Regions from separate parts of the Xenopus tropicalis genome. Here region 2 is linked to region 1. Evidence: chromatin contacts called from public Hi-C data. All regions are on one chromosome and are shown on one strand. Each heading gives the region's core, a stretch centred on a gene start, on an enhancer-like site or on the middle of the called end of the contact. The rest is flanking DNA. Distances are from core to core; before and after follow the strand shown.

What was found. A called contact is a pair of places that touch in the nucleus more often than the background predicts.
Region 2: a contact with region 1 is called in a Hi-C map of neurula embryo, with 2.9 times the contacts expected there. The contact joins the promoter of armc8 here to the enhancer-like site in region 1. A contact is called at or near these places in 2 of 5 Hi-C or Micro-C datasets (gastrula embryo and neurula embryo).

What each region holds. Positions count from the first base shown.
Region 1 is chr9:56,483,122-56,489,688 of UCB_Xtro_10.0, forward strand. It overlaps LOC100492237 (potassium voltage-gated channel subfamily H member 8), which reads left to right. Exons shown (of 15, transcript XM_018097592.2): 12 at 3,506-3,843. Among named protein-coding and RNA genes, the nearest start is that of armc8, 69 kb to the right of the region's middle. Within about 2 kb of position 1,695, at least 1 of the 11 cell types and tissues checked has an H3K27ac peak or open chromatin away from gene starts, as enhancers often do. A contact at or near this core is called in neurula embryo, where this site is marked.
Region 2 is chr9:56,553,252-56,559,448 of UCB_Xtro_10.0, forward strand. armc8 (armadillo repeat containing 8) reads right to left here and starts at 2,499. Exons shown (of 11, transcript NM_001011463.1): 1 at 2,450-2,499. The coding sequence starts at 2,494. It overlaps LOC116407518 (a long non-coding RNA gene), which reads left to right and starts at 2,723. Exons shown (of 2, transcript XR_004220381.1): 1 at 2,723-2,811; 2 at 2,947-4,239.

The DNA of each region.
Region 1 (6,567 bases), core at 445-2,944:
TCATTATGTAATCACTACTGTCAGAATGTGAAAATCCTTATTATACATTTCTATACATCTGTAAATAAATGGTTCATCGAAATAGGCTACATACTGGGAATGTAGTTGGGAAAGATAAATCTTAGAATGGTGACAGGGATAGGCTCCTGAGGTAAGTTACAAAACCTAGGTAATCACTTGCCAAAGTAACAAAAAAGTAGTGGTTAGTGTGGTTATTATTATTAAAGATATCACTGGTGATGTTGCCCATAGCATCCAATAGGCAATTAGTCATCTACTAGTTAGAAAATGAAAGCAAAGATCTGATTGGTTGCTATGGGCAACATCACAGGTGATGTTTGTCCCCAGTGTTAATAAATACATACAATAAAAACATAACTAAGGTACCTATTTATCAAACTGTGCATTGGCGTGCTTTTTTCTTTGAAGAAAACTTACTTTTAGAACTGAATCTTTTATTTCATGACCTCCATTACGCTGATGGTCTGGTGCATGTGCACCTGGACCCCCTCTTTATTATGGGGCGTCTCCACCATAACTACAGGTCCTTTCTTTATAAAGCATTATTCAATCTATACAAGGAACAAATAATAAGAGATTATCAAGGCTTCAAGATTAATGGAGGAAGCATGAACAGCCTTCAATATGCTGGTGACACTGGCCTGAAAATGAAGAAGACATGAAAACCCTTATAAAGGAAGTTGGCACCACATTTAGTGGCTGATTTATCAACAATCCTGAAAAAAATGCCCACAAAACACTTTTTTTCCCTTGAGCACTAACTTAATTAAGAAAACAATTATGTCAAAAAATGTTGCACCCAAGTGAGAACCACATTGTTTGATTCATTATCATGACTAACTTCTAGCCAGGTTTTACTTGCCAAGTTTTTTTCTGCCACCTTTTTGCAGTTTTTCCCTTAATAAATCCCAGCTATTCAAGGTTGCAGAAAGTTTTATCCTACATAATTCTTAAACTGAGAAATAAATGCCAAATCTATTATGGATAAAGCAGCCCCTTAGTAGTATAAATGTGTAAGTATGTAAAATACATGATATATACTATGAGATGTTTTGGTTAAGATTTGCAACATGTACTTTATGGTTCTATAATGTAAACTAAATATCTTTATAAATATATTGGATAAATCATATTCAGCCCATTCTGGCCTGATCTGTTATCAAATTGATCCACATTCTGTGCAAACACAATCAAGCTGTTACATTTACCAAGGAAACAGAGACTGTACTGTAGAATTTAAGTTGAACCTTATGGAAGATCTAGGAACAATAGCCTTGATTTATTTTTGTACCTTTAACATTTTAGAAGTTGTTAATGTTCTTTTATGCACTAAAGGGGTTATGTAATAAAAAGCATTACATTTGCCCAGGAGCAGTAACCCATAGCAACAATCAGTAGGTACAATTTACTGGTTACTGTTCCAGGGCAAACTAGACTAAACTAACTAAACCTTTTATTAAATATGGGGGTTAATGTGTTACAGGTTAAAGTACAAAGATTTGCCTTAGTGATGATTTACTGCCTTGTGGCAGACTAAGGCTTTTCATGTATTGACCTGAAATGAAGCAATCATCCAGCCATTTATTTAACTTTGCTAGCACCCTCCTCCCTACTGGGCGCACAAGCACAATCAGTGTATGAGACCGTACTGGTCCTTTTCCCTAACAATCATCTACTGCCTGAATGGAATACAAAAGGCTGGTGGGAATGCAATTGACTGATAAGGAATTACACTGTTCAGGGAATTGTCTGGGCATAGACAGTGGGGGTCTGTGTTAGGAGCTAACTGTTCAAATAGTTTTTTCAGTGGAATGTGAAAGAATGATATGTGCAATGCGATATGCAATGTAAATCTCTTTATAATAGACAATGTATAACGTGTTAAAGATTGATAGGATGATAGGGTAATTTACTGGGATATGCACGAACTCAAAAAAAATACAGATCCAGTTAATAGCTATGGCTTCGAACACCTTAGTACTGGCAGGACCAGGGGTAATACAATACTTGTCCAAATTATGGCACATAAGCTATTTCTGAAAAACAATTCCCAGCATCTCTGGTACAAATGTTGGTGGATGTTGGACATTGGGCCTCAACACAACAGAAACTGAAAGACTTCATGCTGGGAAACAATGTAATTGTTGCCATATTTTCCTGTTAAAAAAGGATAAGAGAACTCCAAATATTTTGTAAATGTGCAATAATGGTGTTTGCAATATAGAATATATATTGGGGCATTTTCTCTTTACTATACGTTCGAAATACCTAAATGCTAGTAAATATTATGACCAAATAAGCTTACAACCAAAAATATTCTCTAGGGTCCTGCTGTGCTCAACCTGACAGTTGCCTCTGTTACCCAAACATTTCTGCTCTCATAATTCCCACATTAGCCATTAAAGATGTTAGAACTTTTAGCTGTGGGGGCAAAAATCTCTATTTCTGTTCATGCAGCCTGAAGTCTTATTCAGTAAGTTTCTATTACACTTGGCCATTTCCACCAAAGTGATTTACTTCCCAGAACTACCCTTAGGGTGCCATTCCTTAAGGTGCTTTATACTTTCCTTCATCACATGAATGACTTCATATTTCTGACTGTGCAAGATAGATATTTTTCAATTATTTTTGCCATTCTGGATATCTCTGAAATAAGCTGATATATATATAAAGATTATAACACTGAATTCCTATAACTTATGTGCACGGGGCATTCTCTAATTTAAAGACTTTAAGCCTAATAATGTGTTGAGTGTTATCCTTGGTTTCAGTGCATGTTATATTATCCAGCAATGCATGATGTAGTGTCTCTGTTCTCAGACACTGCTGGAGAGCAGAACATTTGGAAAATCCATAACACCTGCGGACAAACTCTCAGTCTATTTGTAAAGAGAATTTGGAAGGAAACAAGAGACTTGGGAGTTTTGTTGCACAATATGTTCTTTAGCTACATTCCAAAGATGCTGGAATTCAGGCCCATTATCTGGCACAGTTTAATTGTGTTTTATTCAAGTATTTATTAAAATTCAAAAGTACAGGTCAGTGAACCCACAGTTATAATACCATCTCATATACAAATTTATACAGTATATACACAATGCAGAAGAACTTCTAGCTATATTGTGGCACAGATGATATACTTTGGGAGGCAACAATAAAGACATTGCATAAATGTATTTAAGGAGTAAAATAAAGGCGTTTAAGGTATTAGGAGGTCAATGCTAAGTGCCAAAAATGCTCAGCAACATCATGATCTCATAGTTGCTATTTTGATTTGATGTAGCATATTTATAAAGGTCACTCAGAATTGTCAGTTTCCTACCTCGACCTAAACAGCTAGCCGGTTATGGTAGTTGCAACTAGTCAGATGAAAGCAGACTTTATGTCAGTCACAAAACGTTTATCAAAACAATTTCTATAGAGAGAAATATTGTTAAAAATACCTGTGTTTCATGCTACTTTTTTGCACTTTCTGTCTTGTCAGCTTGACCATGAGAGTAATGGGGGAGTGATCCAGAAGCTACCGTCTATTTTGGAAGATGATGAGTTTGAAGAAGATGAACGAAGCCCCTTGCCAGTCAACTCACGTGGAGTTAGCCCTGTTGAATCCTCCTTAAAGTTGCCCAAGGCCTTTAGTTCTCCAATGCTTTCTCCACTTACACCAAGAGCCTTCAAAACACCCACTAAGAGAGCAGATAAGAGCTTTGGAGACCTGCTCGGTGGAAGTGAAAGATCAAAGTTTTCACCTGGAGATGGGAGCAGACCTTGCAAGCTTCAGCTTCCTGCACTGAGTATCAGCGCTCCTCCCATGCTCAGCCCTAGGTAGGTGGATGAAATATAAGGTGGTAGATATACAATAATTGGTTGGAAATCATACAACTTATTTTCTTTTATGCACCTTTACTGTCTGCAATAGAATACACCTGTATTATTTTGTTACCCCCCAGACAAAAGCCCCATCCACTGCTATCTAATAAGCCCCCTCCCTGCTCCCTCCCCGCAAAGCCTATTTCAGGGAACAGTGTCTCTGATAGTAAAGCTGACCAATACAAGCAAAACAGTGCAGTGGAGCTAGCAAGTGCCATCTTCGTAATCTTTGTGTTCTCTATGGATCAGTAAAGCGACACAGTTAAAGATGCTCCGGGATTACCTTTAACTGCGCATGTGGCAACAAGCTCCAAAATTCTATCTCTAGCTTCAGATTCAGATGGCTGGGTGAAAGAACCAATAACACTCCAAGGTCTAATGTCTGTCGAGCCAGAACCTTATGCTAGAAACAAATTTCCTATTCAGTGGCCTAACTAGGTGTTACTGGGCCCCACAGTAAATTCAATTTAGGGCCCAGAAATATTGGTAAGTTTACCTATTCTACTAAGATATATTGAAATTGCTCATTAATTAGGTCCTATACTCCTGCCCCCCCCCCACTTCATGACCTGCTTCCTCTGTAATTGTGCCCCTGGTCTTATGTTATATGAGAGAGGTTTTAATTCTATAAGTCTGTACAGAATAGAAAAGAAATGGTATTTGAGCCCTGTTTACCTTCCTGGCTCAGCATTCAGTTCTACAGATCTTATCTTCTATTTGCTTTGCAAATGTGTTCCTTATTGCGCTCTTTTGACTTGAATGGCTGCCCCACTGGGAGCTTATCTATATAAAATATATCTGAGCGATCGGAGAGAGAAAGTTTGAAATGCAGCGCACTCACCCAAAAAAAGGCCCAGGTGCTGCCACAAAAAATATTATCAGCATGTAGAACACAGAGCACTCACGGGGCTTAAACTATACGCAAAAATGTTATGGTGTAAGTTGATGTTTCTATCCTACACAACCTTGATGTCTTGATAAAGGTCCTCTGAAACATCGACTTACACCATTAAATTTTTGTACATAATTTAAGTCCCGTCGGTAGTCTGTGTTCTACATGCTGGGATATATCTATACTCACTTATATGTATTATTATCTAGTCTTTCTTTAAAGGGGCAAGAATCTGTGTGGTGTAAGAAAAAAAATTTGGTACGAATTGGGCTCATCAAAAGCAGATATGGAGAGAAAAAAAATTCTTCCTTGGAAACTTTTGAAGCTTTCATGGTATTAGTTTAAAATTCAGCTACAGATCTGCTCGCTGTTAGAGGAAAGGTCACTGCATATCATGGGCAAATATAAAATATACATACATACTTGATATGCTCTGTTCAGCAGGCAGCAGATGTAATTTTCATGTGTGACCTTCTGGTGCTGAAATCTTTCTTACAGGGTACAAAGCTCAGAGAATTTACTGGGGGGTGCCTTTTTATATTACAGCAATGTTTTTTGGAGATAGACAAATCATTTATTAGCAGCACAGTGAACTGTTTGGGTGATGTCTACTGTTCATGTAAATCTCTTTTATTTTTTTGTGTCTGCACAGTCTGCATATAATGTTATTAAATAATTATATTACATTATTAGGATGTATATGTGTTCACATAAATAGGACATATACCCACCAAAACAACCTGCTAAACTGCTAATACCGTGAAAGCAAAATGAAAAAAACATGTTAATGAAGAATGAAAAAGTGAAGAATATTGCGTGGCTTTATGAGTAGATTGCGCATTCTGGCACTAGATGGAGCATGCAGCAAATGTAGGGGCCCTAAAAAGTTTCTGTGGGAAAAAAATTGGTGGAATTTGTCCCTGCAAAACTTCTCTGCATTGTATTTTATTTGATACACAAGTTACTTAAGTTTCTAGACAAGTTACATCGTTTTCTAAGCAGTTTTTGTAGAAGTTATGTAAATTGCATAAGTTCTGGTGTAACTTTATGCCAATAACTTTATGCAATTTGTGTAACTTTGGCGGCACGTGCGGGTCTTCCTTACAAAAGAAGATTTCACAGGACTCAGCACAACTGTAGCCCCCCCCTCCCCCCCATTGACAGTCCTGCATGGAGATCATAGCTTTGTTAGGTCATAATAAAATCCATTTTATTTGCATACCCAAGGGGACTTGCATTGTAAATATGACGTAGTGTTGATACAGGAACTCGATTTTGTAGCTCACAGAACACAAAGGATCAGAAAGCACAAAGCTTGTGTCTTGTTTCTAATTGGAACTAAGCTGCATAAATCCATACTGATGGGAAAACAATTATATTGGGACTATTTCTACATAAAACCCCATGTCCCATGTCTGGATAATGCCCCATATCTGTAATATAAAATTAAAGTGTTAAAATATCGTTCCAAATAGTCCCTTTTTAGGACATGAGAATACAAAGGCTGAAAATATTCCCATTACTTTAACACTATGATGAAAAGGGATTTAGGGGTTCAGGTAAGTAAGGCATATGAGGCTTATGTACATAATGCATTGGTGCATCCAAGCACAGAACCAGCTAATATCAACTGAATTATTTAGTAAATCATTCTGAAAACTCAACCAGCTTCCAGCAGATAAAGAGGCGGGTATCATTCCTACAGCTGTGCAAATCTGTATGCAAAGGAGCGCCAGCCTGGAGGAAGCTACATGCCAATTCCTACATTAATATTTATAGATATTTGT
Region 2 (6,197 bases), core at 1,249-3,748, 71 kb after region 1:
ATTTGGCTGAATACCAAACTGAACCTGCATCCTAATTTGCATATGTAAATAAGGTGGGGGTTAAAAGAATAGATTGCTTTGCTGTGTTTATGTGACAAAAAGTCACATGATTTTAAGAATTCAGATTCAGTTCTCCCAGGCACGTGGATTCAGAATCCTTCTGTAAAAGGCCAAATCTTGGCCAAACGATCTTGGATTCAGTGCTTTCCTAGTAATAATAAAACAGGACCTTGTACTTGAGTAACTAAACTGTGTGTTTGGTCAATCCTACACCATCCGACAAAAGGGCTTGTGGAGTTTAGCCCTTTAATATTTTGAATAACAGCCTCCCTCCCCATCCCCAGGTAAAACCACCTTAATCCAGTAAAAATCCTTTATGCAATATCTATAGCTATTCTGGAGATTAGAATAGATCTTACAAGGTTCAGTGAAAAGAGATATAAATAGAAAACAGAATAAAAATAACAAATACTAACAATTCTGCAAAACATTAAAATATTTTTTTTAGGAACTAGATTATTTGAAAGCCGTGCTATATTACAACCCAACACAAACTAAGCATCTCATATTTTGCACACAATTATGTTAGAATTTTACATCTTAAAGGTGTAGGAAAGTTACAATCACTGGGGGGGCAAAATGTTAGGAGCAACCCCCAACCCCCCCCGATTGTAATCACTTACCTGATACCCCGGGCCAGTGCTCCTGTTAGCAGAAAACTGCACCGTTCTGGGTTCATGGGACCAAGCAATCCTGTTCCTTTTCCTGTATACCTTTAGAATCCTGGGGCCAGTACATGCGCAGTAGAATGAAAAAGCCATCTTATTTAAGGTTAGCTTTTCACTCAAGTGCACATGAACAAGTGCCGCGAATGCAGAAGAAGGAAGAGGATCGCTTGGTCACAGGTACCCCAGGCTGGTGTGGTTTTCTGCTAATAGGAGCACCAACCCAGAATATCACTGGGGGGTGATTTACCTTTTCTTCTCCTTTAAAGGAACAGTAACACCAAAAAATGAAAGTGTATAAAAGTAACTAAAATATAATGTGCTGCTGCCCTACACTAGTAAAAGTTGTGTGTTTACTTCAGAAAGTCTACTATAATTTATATAAATAAGCTGCTATGTAGCCATGGAGGCAGCCATTCAAAGGAGAAAAGGCACAGGTTACATAGCAGAACAGAACGTATCTGTTATCTGCTATGTAACCTGTGCCTTTTCTCCTTTTTTCCAGCTTGAATGGCTGCCCCCGTGGCTACACAGCAGCTTATTATATAAATTATAGTAGTGTTACTGTAGCAAACACACCAGTTTTACCAGTACAGGGCAACAGTGCATTATATTTTTATTACTTTAAAGCTCTTTCATTTTTTGGTGTTACTGTTCCTTTAAGATGAACAATGTAAAAAAAAATACAGTTTTGTCTTATGAAATATTGTTAAGACAAAAACTAGTTCCCTGTTTTGTAAAATTTCATATTCAGTTTTTATTCGTTCTATTTGTGTACATGCTAAACCTGCCTGATATATGCCTGACTTTTAGACAGATAATCAGTAAGACCAACCGATTACCAAGCTGCCAGCTTTTATCACCCCTTCTATGGCCAGTTTTAGATGAAATTCTTCTGACTTCTTAACAAGCTTAACAATACCAATGTTGCTTGTGGGAGCGCATGGAGCTGTTGCACGTCAGCCTGTATACCCCTCTATACATATAAAATAACATACCTCTAAAGGGGGTCCTCACTGTGCATGGTCTAAAAGTCTGCTCTTCTAGAACCCCAACAGTCTACTAACCAATCACATTTTTGCTTACACATGCTGCTGGCTGAAAAGAGCTAAGAACTGATTGGTGGCAATGGGACCAAGTGCCCAGATTCAATATATAAGCACATACAGTGTTAAATGGGACAGAGCAAATCACAGTAAATGTTTAAATATTATATGGTACAGTTTAAATGCTTCACATTCTCCAAGGTCCATGCACTATAGAAGGTGGAATCTATATATGGTGAGGGGGGCTTGGTTGTGTTATTGGGCACTATCTTCCATTTGGACCAAGAAAGCATTGCCCACCTGTGACCTCCCAGCCAGTAATAGTGAGACTTACTATTTAGTGCCTGCTGGGCAGTTAGCTACTAAAGGTTCCCTTAATAAAACATCAGAAACATTATTATTATAGACATTACTGCGAGCAGCTGCATTAGAAGAGGGGAATATCAGTGCTGGTGTAAGTGCATTATAACAGTGACTATAAATCGCAGCACTGCGCCCAATGTTCTCATCCCAGCGCAATAGGCAAGTGCCCAGCAGGCCTTTCTAGAGAAGTTAGCATAACTTCCGCCTGAGCAGGTGCCTTTCTGCCCTAAGGCGCATTGGTGGGTCACCCTCTCCCTGAAGCCACGCCACCTGCAAAATAGCGCTGTCTGCAGCCTCCCCCAGGCTGGTACTTACAGATAACACGCTCATCCGGAGCGGAGGCTCCAACACGCACGCCATCTTGGTCATCCCGCCCACAACTGCACTTTCCTCACAAGAGCACATACTTAGCTACGCCGCTAGTGTGACATAAAGAGGCAGGAACTATACGTGGTATTGGTATTAAATACGAATTATTTTTATGTTCTTTTACATCGAGTTCTTGTGCGTATCGAGCGACGGCTTGAGTGGAAAGTGCGATGGCGAAACGCCAGCTGTGTTTATACGGAATGACAGCTATTGTATTTGGTCATGTTCAAAGGCGGAGCCACGGGCATTGACTGGACGGACGAGTTGGCGTCGCTATGTTGTGTGTTGAAACAGGTTTTGAGTAAAAAGTAAATGGAAGATAATTACTTTATGGACTCGTGAATTTTGTATGAAATTACTAGAATCTATGCCATGTCCCATATATAGGAAGCTAAATATAAATCAGCAGCTAAGTAAATTTTTTGTTGTTTTTAATTCCTCAGAACATCACTGACTAATAATTTTAGTCTGAATGTGGAATGAAACCAGTCGGTAACTACAGGAACCCCACAGAGAGGCTGCACATAAGAGGATGGCACATCCTGGCAGAATGACATGGATCCCCCCACATGAGCATTTCTCTCCCAAGGCCTATTGCCAGACAATATCTTGCCCATCAATTTGTGGTGGTGTTGCCAAGTACAAAAAAAGCTTAAAACATGTTGCACCTGGTATCTTGAAGGTTATATATCTACTTTAGGTGTAATGTCAGCATGTTTCAAGCTTATGTCCTACTCTGCAACCGTGGCTGGCCAAGACTGTAACTGTAGGGGTGCACCATATCCCTGCATGTTTTCCACAATAACATTTCAGCTAAATCATTTGTGCCTGACAAAAGCCAAGCCTTAAATGTTGTCCAAAAGCAAACACATTTTTTGGATGAGAATTCAGGGCTATCCAAAACGGATGTACTTAATGTGTTCCTCGGCTACTACAGAGATGAAAAGTTGCTTAAAGTAAGGTCTGAATGTGGCAGAAATGAGAAAATATACCCCCTGGGCACAGATTCAGAGCACTAAGACATAGATCATATCCTCATATAATAAAGATGACAGCAGGCCAGGACTGGCAATCTCTAGATTCTTGGCAAATGCCAGAGGGGACACTGTAAGATGCCATAAACAGTCATTATTTATTTGGCTGGTTGGGCCTCTGTGTGCTTAAAGCCATGGTCTGTCCCAGTACAGACCTGGATGACAATATGTCAAATGTTTAGAGAAAAAACAAGTCTACCGTAGTTTTTCAACTGTGTTGGAGGAATAAATGTCTTTACAGGGTTATTTTCAAAATATCTTACCTCCCAACATTTTGAAAATGGAAAGAGGGATAAAAATAAATATACAAATTTGTATAGTTGCACTCAGCACTGTTCAGACCTACCTGCTTTCCAGCTGATTGGGGCGCTGCTGCATCTATTGACACATGGTAACCCCAGAGCTACCTCCGGACCAGCCAGTAGCTCTAGGGGTTCTCAGCACCCTACATGAATAGGCACAGCACACCTGGGCTAAAAGAGTATGGAGCATATGTCACTTTCACACCAAACACCTCAATAAGGATGGGATTCTAGGGAAAGTGGTGCATTGTGGGCAAAAAAAACATGGTGATTGCGCTGGAAATTGCACTTTGATTAATGCCTTGGTAAGTGAATGCACCCTATATTTTGGCTCTGGAGTTGCCCAGTTGTACAAAACCATTACCATTTTCAAAGGTAATAAATACTTGTTTAAATGGTGTTGGAGCATGTCTAAGTATGTTTGCTTTATTTTCCCCCAATTAAGAGCCAGAGAATATGCGCAATATGTCATATTGCTATTGCTATGAACTGACATAATATCCTAAGGTTTTAATATTTTGAGTGTAAACTTGGTTTTAGCTTGCTGCTGTTGACAGACAAACAGTGGGATAATCCACGTGGAATAGGTTAAGATCGTTTGTAATATCTTCTATCATACTGAGATAATGGCCATATGATTTTTGCCACAAGGATTTCTATCTCCCAGCAGTTAAAGGAAATGTAAACCCAAAAACAAATGACTGAAAAACTGATAAGCTCTTCTGCAATTTACATGATTTATTAACAAAACAACAGTACCCCCTGCTGGTCATTTGTGGCATTTAGCTACAGTTGGGAAAAAATTGTTAGTCATAAATCAATCTCCTGTGATGTTGCTCTGCTTGGAACTGACCAAAAAGTCAGAGCAATTACTGCCAGCTTTGTATGTAAATCTGTTTGTTTAGTGAATATTCATGTTGGAGCTTTATAAACACATGATAATAATCACAGGATAATTAGTCTCTGACTACGTTTTTTTCTTGACTGTAGGCAGTTGCCTGAAATCACCAGCTGGTGGCACTGTTGTTTCATAAATAATTCATGTCAATTGCAAAAGTGCTTAGAAGAGAGCTCTGAGCAATTTTTTTTTTATTTGTTTCAAGGGTTTACTTGAAACAAATAAATCCACTTTCCAACATCTAAGGCCTCACAAAGAGGCAATTTTAGACATGCACCCAGTCTACAGGGTCACATCCAGTTACATAGTTACGTAGTGTTAAAAAAAGACCATCAAGTTCAACCCTTTCAAGTAAGCACACACACACCTATACCGACCTATCTATACACTCACATACATTAACTATATATACAAACATTAATACTAACTGTAGATATTAGTATTACAATAGCCTTGGATACTATGCTTGTTCAAGAAATCATCCAGGCATTAACAGAATCTGCCATTACAACATCACTAGGAAGGGCATTCCCCAACCTCACTGCCCTCAGCATGAAAAACCCCCTACGCTGCTTCAAATGGAAGCTCTGTTCCTCTAATCTAAAGGGGTGACCTCTGGTGCACTGATTGTTATTTTGTGGAAAAAAGAACCCCTATCTGCCTATAATCCCCTCTAATGTATTGTACAGAGTAATCATGTCCCCTCACAAGCGCCTCTTTTCCAGAGAAAACAACCCCAAACCTGACAGTCTAACCTCATAGTTTAAATCTTCCATCCCCTTAACCAGTTTAGTTGCAGTCCCTGAACAAACTACCATTAAGATTAAGGAAAGGTCCTCCAATCTCATTTTTTTCAGAAATTGTGCCGGTGCTACGTGCAAGTTTAGGGAGACAGTGGGAGCTTAGGGAGCTAAATGCGTGGCTAAAGTCCTGGTGTAGGAAGGAAGGGTTCGGGTTCCTAGAGCACTGGGGTACAATCTATACAGCCGTGACGGATTGCACCTCAATGGAAGGGGGTCCGCTGTGCTAGGGTAGAGCATGGTTAAGAGGCTGGAGGAGTGTTTAAACTAGAAAAGGGGGGTGAGCTAGAGTTTTATGGGAAAGCTAGTGTAGACGGCGCAGTGGGATTAGCAAATGGTTGTGGGGGAGGAGTGAGGGGGCATATAGTTTATCAGATAAGGAGCTTCCGTTGTTACAAGGGAAACAGTCTAATACAGGTCCTTTTCAAAAAATTAGCATATTGTGATAAAGTTCATTATTTTCTGTAATGTACTGATAAACATTAGACTTTCATATATTTTAGATTCATTACACACAACTGAAGTAGTCCAAGCCTTTTCTTGTTTTAATATTGATGATTGTGGCATACAGCTCATGAAAATCCAAAATTCCTATCTCAAAAAATTAGCATATCATGAAAAGGTTCTCTAAACGAGCTATTAACCTAATCATCTGAATCA